2 separate regions of the Bos taurus genome follow, and region 2 is linked to region 1. A link is a contact called in public Hi-C data. All regions are on one chromosome and are shown on one strand. Each heading gives the region's core, a stretch centred on a gene start, on an enhancer-like site or on the middle of the called end of the contact. The rest is flanking DNA. Distances are from core to core; before and after follow the strand shown.

The links. A called contact is a pair of places that touch in the nucleus more often than the background predicts.
Region 2: a Hi-C map of an unstated tissue shows a contact between it and region 1, with 4 times the contacts expected there. The contact joins two enhancer-like sites. A contact is called at or near these places in 3 of 11 Hi-C or Micro-C datasets (blastocyst, liver and an unstated tissue).

Annotation. Positions count from the first base shown.
Region 1 is chr7:53,087,769-53,092,321 of ARS-UCD2.0, forward strand. NDFIP1 (Nedd4 family interacting protein 1) reads left to right here. Exons shown (of 13, transcript XM_059888770.1): 2 at 1-1,516. Among named protein-coding and RNA genes, the nearest start is that of GNPDA1, 12 kb to the left of the region's middle. Within about 2 kb of position 1,608, at least 76 of the 102 cell types and tissues checked have an H3K27ac peak or open chromatin away from gene starts, as enhancers often do.
Region 2 is chr7:53,193,181-53,197,553 of ARS-UCD2.0, forward strand. NDFIP1 (Nedd4 family interacting protein 1) reads left to right here. Exons shown (of 13, transcript XM_059888770.1): 12 at 2,511-2,616. The coding sequence ends at 2,614. Among named protein-coding and RNA genes, the nearest start is that of GNPDA1, 120 kb to the left of the region's middle. Within about 2 kb of position 1,886, at least 7 of the 102 cell types and tissues checked have an H3K27ac peak or open chromatin away from gene starts, as enhancers often do.

The sequences.
Region 1 (4,553 bases), core at 358-2,857:
CCCTGGAGAAGGAAACTGGCAACTACTCCAGTATTCTTTCCTGGGAAATCCCATGGACAGAGGAGCTTGGTAGGTTACAGTCCAAGGGGTTGCAAATGGTCAGACATGACTTAGGAACTAAACCATCACCACCACCACCATATACACAAAAATAGATATCTGATGATGTGTTAATATTCAAAATATATAAGGAACTCATACAACTAAATAGCAAAAAAGCCTAAACAATCCCCTTTTAAAAATGGGTAGAGGATCTGAATAGATTTTTTATAAATAAGGTATACAGATCGCCAATAGGTACATGAAAAGATACTCAATACCACTAAATCAACAGGAAATGCAAATCAAAACCACAATGAGGTATCATCTCACACTTGTCAGAATGACTATTATTGTGGGAAACAACAAATGTTACTGAGAATGTGGAGAAAAGGGAATCCTCATGCACTGTTTGTGGTAATGTAAATTGGTGCAACGATTATGGAAATCAGTATGGAAGTTCCTCAAAAAATAAAAAACAGAACTGCCATATGATCCCACAATTCTACTCCAAGGTATTTATTTGAAGAAAATGAAAACACTAATTTGAACAGATGTATGCAACCCTGTGTTCACTGCAGCATTACTTACAATAGGCAAGATATAGAAACAACCTGTGTGTCCATCAATGGATGAATAAAGATGATGCAGCATAGATTACACAATGGAACACTATTCAGTCATAAAAAGAATGAAATCTTGCCATTGGCAACAAAATGGATGGGCCTTGAGGGCATTATGCTAACTGAAATAAAACAAAGACAAAATAGCCCACGACACATATTTAAAACAACAAAAAACCAGGCTCACAGACACAGAGCACAGATTGGTGGTTGCCACAGGTGAAGGAGTAAGGATTAAGAGAAATGGGTGAAAAGGGCCAAAAAGTACAAGTTTCTAGCAATAAAGTAAATAAGTCATGGAGATGTAAGGTAAAGCCTGATGCCTTTAAACTTTATCGCATATTTGAAAGTTGCTAAGAGTAAATCTGAAAAGTCCTCATCACAAAGAAAATTTTCTAACTATATGTTGACAGTTGTTGACTAGACTTGTGATCATTTTGCAATATTTATAAATAGAAAATATTATGTTGCTCACCTGAAACTAATGTTATATGTCTCTTACACCTCAAGAAAAAAAAAAATATTTCTGGAAGGTTGAAAAAAGTAATAAAAACCACTGCAAGAATCAGAGATTGATAATCTCACAGCTGTGAGAGAGTACATCCGTCATTCACAGGTTCAAACTCTCACTATAAACAGCTGGGTCCAACCGTTAAAAGGGCTGCAAAACTGCAAACTAACATACATTGGATTTAACGTCTGGTTTGTTTTTTTAAGGTGAACTTCCTGTTTGCCTAAAAGTGGGAACTGCACTTTTAAGGCAAAGTCCCCCCAGCAAAGCCGGAGCTGATTTGGGAAGCCCAAGCCCGGGAGCGGGGTCTAGTGGATTTTCAGAAGAGAAAGGATTTCAGGAGGTAAGGACTTTTCAGCTGTGTTAATGTATCCGTGGAGCAAGGCTGCCTTTGGCTGGCTGGTTTTCCAGAAAGGTCCTGGGAGTGAGACGCTTGCTGATTGGCTGTCGTCTAGGAGCATGGACACTGTCACTGATTGGCTGGCTTTTGGAGGCTTGGGCCGGCCTGGATTTGCTCACGTGCAGAAGCATAGTTACTGAAGTGAGGGTGTCGCTGATTGGCTGGTTTTCAGGGGAAAAAAATCAGTTGTTTCTTATTAACGGTGGTTACTGTTCACGGCATGGGACTATGGCCAAAGAACAGTGTTTTCCTTTCCTGAATGTGCAAATAAATACATTTAATTCTCAGTGACCCGTTTTATTTCCTTCCGCTAAACCTGCAGGAGATCATAAGAGGTTGCCTGAATCTTTATTTGTGGAGATACGTTTTTCAGCTGGTGTTGCCATTTAAGTGATTCAAGCACCAATTACTGTGGAGGAAAAATAGCTGTGACGTATTTTGGTAATTTATTGAAAAAAGCTGTATACAAGACATTCAGGGTGTCCTAACAGTCAGTACAGGACACAGGACAAAGTAATGAACGTGTCCTGTCTGTATGCTGCTGCTGCTAAGTCGCTTCAGTCGTGTCCGACTCTGTGTGACCCCATAGAGGGCAGCCCACCAGGCTCCCCCGCCGCTGGGATTCTCCAGGCAAGAACACTGGAGTGGGTTGCCACTGCCTTCTCCATAGGCAACTGTATAAGCAAAGTGCTAAGGGAAGAGGAGGAAGCCACACCTCAACAGAAGGAAGTTGAATTCTCATTTCCTTCTAGGAAGGCATTCATTGTAGCCTGCTTGTTAAAGGAAAATACTGGAAACAGCCTAAATATCAATCAGTCGTGAACTGGCTGGATAAATCTTTGGATACCTGTTAGATGGAATACATTGCAGCCATTAAAAAGAGATGGAGTTCCATGAACTAATATGAATACTACCGTGATAGCTAATTTTTAAAAAGAAAACAAGATGTGATGATTAGTGTATCACTTAAATATTTGCAAGGATTCCTCAGAGAGGCCATTCAGACCTGTAGTTGTATTTCTGGGAAGATTTTTTTTTTTGCCTTTTGAAAAAAGAATTTAATTTCCTTAATAAATGTTATGGTATTCAAAAAAGAAAACAAGATGGCAACTCCTTGTATGGTATCATTTGTGCTAGAGTATGCGTGGGCGTCATAGAAGGAGGAATAAATATATGTTCTTGTATGAGCAACCTGTCTCTGGAAGGGTGTACAGGAAACAGTCATGATGATTTTGGAGGAGAAAAACTGAAAGGCTGAGAGGCTGAAGGGCAGGGAGCAGAAGAGGCTTCCTTTTCATGGCATATTCTTTTATATATTGTTGCTGCTGCTGCTAAGTAGCTTCATTTTTCAAATGATTATTTTTAAAAAATCAAATGTATGCCCTAAGGCATTGATGAGAGGCACAGGTTTGATATAATTAGGGTGTGGACAGGATGTTTTTTGAGCCTAGTGACCCATCTGGACCAGGGTGGATATCTGAAGTTGGCCAACCAGCTACGTGGGATGTCTCCCACAGCTCCAAATCGCCACATCACAGAGCACAGGAAATAGCCTGGTGCTAGGAGGGGAGCATTGTCATCCCACGTAGCAAATCACCGAGAAATAGAGCTAGCAATAAATGCACTAAATTACCCAGGCAGCCAGAGGGCACAGGGACCACTCTAATGATTCTGTGTCGGGCTCACTTCCAGGAGGGAAGGGTCCTCCAGAACATTTTTGGAATTTCATTGCTGGAGATCTCTTCGCTGGGAGTCAGTCTGCTCTGAGGAGAATAGTTCCTTTCCTGGCAGAAACATCTCTGTAGCATAAAATGTATTAGAGAGCAAATATGATGAAAACTTTGGAAAATGGAGGGGTTGGAAGCAGTGAACTCACTTTAGCAGACCATCATCATCATTATAGCAGCTGATATTTACTGGGCATTTATCATGTCCTAGGAATTGTTCAAGTGCTTTGCATGCATTATTATCTCACTTAGTCCTTAAAACAACCCTACGAGGTAGCAGTTTTACTGATGAAAAAACCAGCATCCAGAGGTTTAGAAATTCACCCAAGTTCATGACATAAGTAGTTGATCTGGGGTTTGAATTGAGGCTGTCTGTACTCCAGCTGTTTGACCAAACTTCCTCCAAAAGAGGACTTCTCCAGCACATGAACAGCAGCAAGCATAAGTGCCATGGGAAACATTTGGTGTTCCTGAGTGCCCTCAGAGCTCCTGGAATATGATTTTTTTAAAAATTGAGGTAAAATTCACATAACAAAATTAACCGTGTTAAAGTGAACAATTCAGTGGCATTCAGAACACTCATCTTGTTATGTAATCATCACCTCTATTTAGTTCCAAAACATTTTCATCCCCTCGAAAGGAAACTCCCTACCCATGAAGCAGTTTTTCTCCATTTCCTCCTCCCCTCAACGCTGAAAACCCCCAACTCTTGTGTTCTATCTCTGTGAATTTATGTACTCTGGCTATTTCATATAAATGAAATCATACAGTATGTGACCTTTGCTGTGTGGTGTCTTTCCTGTACCGTATATGTTCAAGCTTTATTCACGTTGCAACATGTCAGTGCTTCATTTCTCTTTATGGCTGAATAACAGATTCCATTGCATGCATCTGCCAGTTTGTTTACCCATCCATCCATTGGTGGATATTTGGGCTGTTTCCTTCTTGTGGCTATAGTGCAGCCGTGAACATGTGTGTACATGTGCTCATTTGGGTAGGTGTTGTCAGGTCTTTGGGTATATACCTAGGAGTGGATTGCTGGGTCATATGGTAATCCTGCTTAGCTCTTAGAGGACCTGCCAAGTCATGGCATGATGTTTTGAAATTAGAATATTTCCTTGGGATCTTGGAATGTCTCCTATCTAAGAAGGGGAGAGCTCCATTTTTGGGTGGATAAGGGAAACATAGTGTGGTGTAGTGGAGGGAAGACACAAGCTGATCTGGTTTTGAATTTCTGCTCTGCCACTTATTGA
Region 2 (4,373 bases), core at 636-3,135, 110 kb after region 1:
GAAATGAGCAGTGTGGTGAATACTGTTGGCTTCCTCATTCTTTGTAGAGAAAATTTGTATGATACAATATCAGACCATCATCATTGCTATCATTCTACAAGAAAATAGAAGGGGCATCTTGTGGCTGTTAAGGGTGGTATAATTGTCTCACTCTGCTTCTGTGGCGTCATTTTCTCCTATCCTAACATTTCTTCTGTCTCAGGTCTTTTTGTTATCTCCTCAGTTTGGATCTTTGGTTCCCAGGGTTGCTAATGGGTCTGGCTAGCACAGTGTAGAGCCCATGACCAAAAGCTGCTTCATATATTCAGGGCCTACCTGCTTTGCCTTGGGTAACAGAGTCATGCACTGATGACTCTAAATTTTACTTAGAGAATACAAGTCATTCATGATGCCATCCCCTACCTCCCCAGTAGCATCATTTTATTCTACTCTTAGTCACAGCATTCCAAGGAAAGAGACATAGTGATTTTTACTTCTTGTCTTGATTACTGAGAAACTTAATAATTTAAAAAAACAACCTACAGGGGAGTCACTTTAGAGAAGTAGTTCCTTGACTTGCTTATTCTCCAGACTGTATCTTTAAGAGAAAGTCTGACTCCTCATCTTCTCCCAAGCCTAAAGTCTAAGCAAATCCTGAATAAGCCAAAGAAGAGCCATTAAGCATAATTTTAGGTTGATTGTTGACAACATAGATAATTTAAAAAAATCTAATAGGCTTATTTCCTTCCTATATTAAAGTTTCATGGGAGATGAGTTTATAGTACTTTGTAATTGATCATTCTTGCTGTCTTACTGCTTAGTGGTAAGCAGAAAATGGTGAGACTTCAGATGTACTTCATACATTTGGATCCAATGTTTGAGTCATTTTTGGAACTCCTTGCAGAGAGAATCTTTTGTTGTTGTTGTTGTTACTGTTTTTGGTTTTTTTTTTAAGGGGGGATGGTTTCCTGCAAAGACCAGGTCTATGAGCTGGTAGCTCATAAGCTACATCTAGCCTGTAGTTGTGACTTGTATGTTCCATAGTTACTTTCAGAAGTTATTTTTTTAGTTATCATTATAAAAGGGCTTCCCTGGTGGCACAAGTGGTAAAAAAAACCTGCCTGTCAATGCAGAAGACATGAGATGTGGGTTCGATCCCTGGTCAGGAAAATCTCCTGGAGGAGGGCATGGCAACCCACTCTAGTATTCTTGCCTAGAAAATCCCATGCACAGAGGAGCCTGATGGGCTGCAGTGCATAGGGTTGCAGAGTTAGGCAAGACTGGAGTGATTTAACACACACACTTAACACACACATCATATAAAAACCAAGAACTTTCACATAAAATATCTGAATTTTTTTACCTTTTTAAAATTGAAATATCTAGCAAAACTGACCTATATTCCCACATGGCACCCATCCTTTGACTGGAGTTAGGTTGTATTGTCGATGATTTTGATGCCAAACAGGGTAGTTTTCACTGTGCTCAGTGCTGATGACTCTTGGTTGCTGCCAGAAATCATTTCTGACTGAGTGCAAAGCATCTTCCACTGCTTGAGTATATTTTAAAATATATCCAAAAGAAAGTTATTGCTCAGAGCCGGTGAGATGGGAGGAGGGTAGGAAATGGGGAGTGGCTACCTAATGGGTACAGATAATTTTAGGGACGATAAAGAATTCTGAAATTGGATTATAGTTTTAACTACTAAAAGCCAGTGAATTGTACACATTAAATGGGTAAGCTTTGTGATATGTAAATTATAGCTCTGTAAAGCCATTTGAAAAAAATGTGTCTTAAGACCAGGGGCCATCTCTGGAGGAGGAGGGCCAGCAGTGTGTGAGCTACCACTGGAGGGAGCTCATCATCTTCCCTGCTGACTCCTAAATTAAGAATAGAGAAATAGAATTTAGAGTTGAGACAGAATTCTTGTAAAGGTAAGGACAGCCTGACATCTAGTGGACAGCATTGTGTACTGTTGACAGAAAAAAAAAGAAGCCATAACAAGAAAGGATGACATTTTTTTATTTGAGAAAAACACTGTTTATAACCTCTCTGTTTTTCGTGTTAATTATCTTGGAATACTTTTTGGGAGCTCAGAAGGTTTTGGCACTCCTGGCTGTCCATTGGTTAGGACTCTGCACTTTGACTGCTTAGGCTTGGTCCCTGGTTGAGGAACTAAGATCCTGGGGTGGGTAGGGAGAGTAGGTTTTGATGATGCTTCTCAGTGAGACTTCCAAAAGTAAATGATGTAAATGTTTGGCCCCATCTTATTTTTTGTTTTCTTTTACACAAATTAGATTCTGAATGCGCAAAAGAGACTTTTTTTTGGCTCTTGAGATTGTATGTTCTCATTGAGAAATAGAAAACTTGGTGTAAAATCAAATCCTTTGAAATTTTTAGAGGAAATTATGTTTTGATAGCTTTTCTGATAACAGAAAAATGAAGTATTTGGTATCAGGAGGGATATTTCTGGGGACTGGGCTTAATATGCGAATTATAAACTCATTCTTGACTTTTCTTTTTTAAATTAGGCTTTCTCCTGTTTCTCAGAGGATTTATCAATTATGCAAAAGTTCGGAAGATGCCAGAAAATTTCTCAAATCTCCCCAGGACCAGAGTTCTCTTTATTTATTAAAGGTATTAAAGAAAAAAACTTTATTCCAGTCCCAGTGTAATCATGTGATGCATGGGTAGATTACTGTTCACATTTAGAGTAGAATATTAACAACCTGTGGTAGGGGATACAGAGACAGTAAGGAAGGCATAGTCTTTGCCTTTTAGTTTCTAGTTTAGTAAGGAGTGTTTCTATGAAAAAACTATCTTAAAAGGCAAGTTATAAAAACTACCAGAGGAGACATTATCTCATGTTTGGACAATGCAGAAGAGATTTGACTAGGACTCAGGGTCCTTAATCTTTGAATCATGAATCCTGAAGCCACTGTTTGGGTTGTACTAGTTCCAGAGGTAAGTAGTGAGAAGGAACCTTTCAGGCCTAATCACTAAGCTCTGTTTGGTGGGGCCCCTAAATCCAGAGCTGGGAGAGTCCACAGTACTTGAGGAACTCCTTTTGGCTACTGACAAGCCTACCAAGGCTTCCATCTCCTAAAATCAATGAGGGACTTTCCTGGGCATTTTCTTCAGGTTCACATCCTGATGTTACCATTCTGATGGGAGGGTCAAACCCAAGGAAAGAAAGGAAGGGGAGAAAAGGGCCTTTTCCCTGCCTAGAACAGGAGGACTAAGCCTTGCCAAGGCTGTTTGGTTCCCCCATGGGTTTCCCCAGAGGCTGGCTCCATCTTGCATCACCAGCTGCAAAAAGGAGGAGACAGGGAATCTTGAGAAAGAGTACACCAGAGAGAGGTCTCTAGTAACAAGGTCTGATGGGCCTCCTTGGAACTGATTCTTTGTTCCTTAAGACTGTTGAGGACAGGTAGAGCCAGGCTAGTTGAGACATAGGCAAGGATTTGTGAAGGTTGTAACAGTTGAGATAAACCTTGAGATAAACCTAGAAAGTATAATACGGAAAACTTGGGTGGGGAAGCCTTTTAGAGTCACCTGAGGCAGTGTTGAAGAGGAAGAGAGGTAGGGAAGTATGCAGCTGGCTCAAAAGAAGCAGTTTGTAACATAAAGGAGTGTTGAGGATTAAGGCTGAAAAGTCAAGCTGAGAGCATTCTCAAATATCTTGAGCACTAAGCTCATTTGCAGTGGAACTCACAGAGCAGCCCTTTAAACCCAGTCACATATTGGCTCAACACAAGGCTGATTCCATGTGAGCCTGTATTTGCTGTTGGGTTATTTCATAGTTTTTGTAAGTAATCATATGCTAAGAGTGGAGTTTTCAATTTTGAAGATTTGTTGTGGTCTTAGGATGCAGAGTAGCATTCTCAGTTTTGAAGATTTCATGGTTGTCTCAGACTATATGCTTCTAGAAAAGAAAATATCTATCATATTTAATTTGCCAGGTTGTGAGAGGGTGTTGAAAGTCTTTAAGCAACAGAATAATACGATAACTTCATAAGTGAAATAAAAATTTTTCAAGCATGCCAACTTTTCAATATGTCAGATACTGAATTAAGCATTATACATGTACTTGTGCATATACATGTACAATGTGCTTGTATAAACAACAAAAGGTTATTAGTGACAGATAAGCTCAGATACATGCGTGGTAGAGTATATTCATAAGGCATTTTTATAAAGTTAAAGCATGTAAAGAACCTATGTTCTTTTGGTTAAAGTCAGTTTCTTCAAAAGAGTGTGTACTTTTATTTGCGAGACAGTTTAGTCTTTAAGATTACCACTTACATTTATGACTGTTTTGGTTTTTTTTTTCCCCAAGAAAAGGAATGTTTTATTACATGTTTAAAATGTCGTGAGAGGTGGTGTGTCCTGAA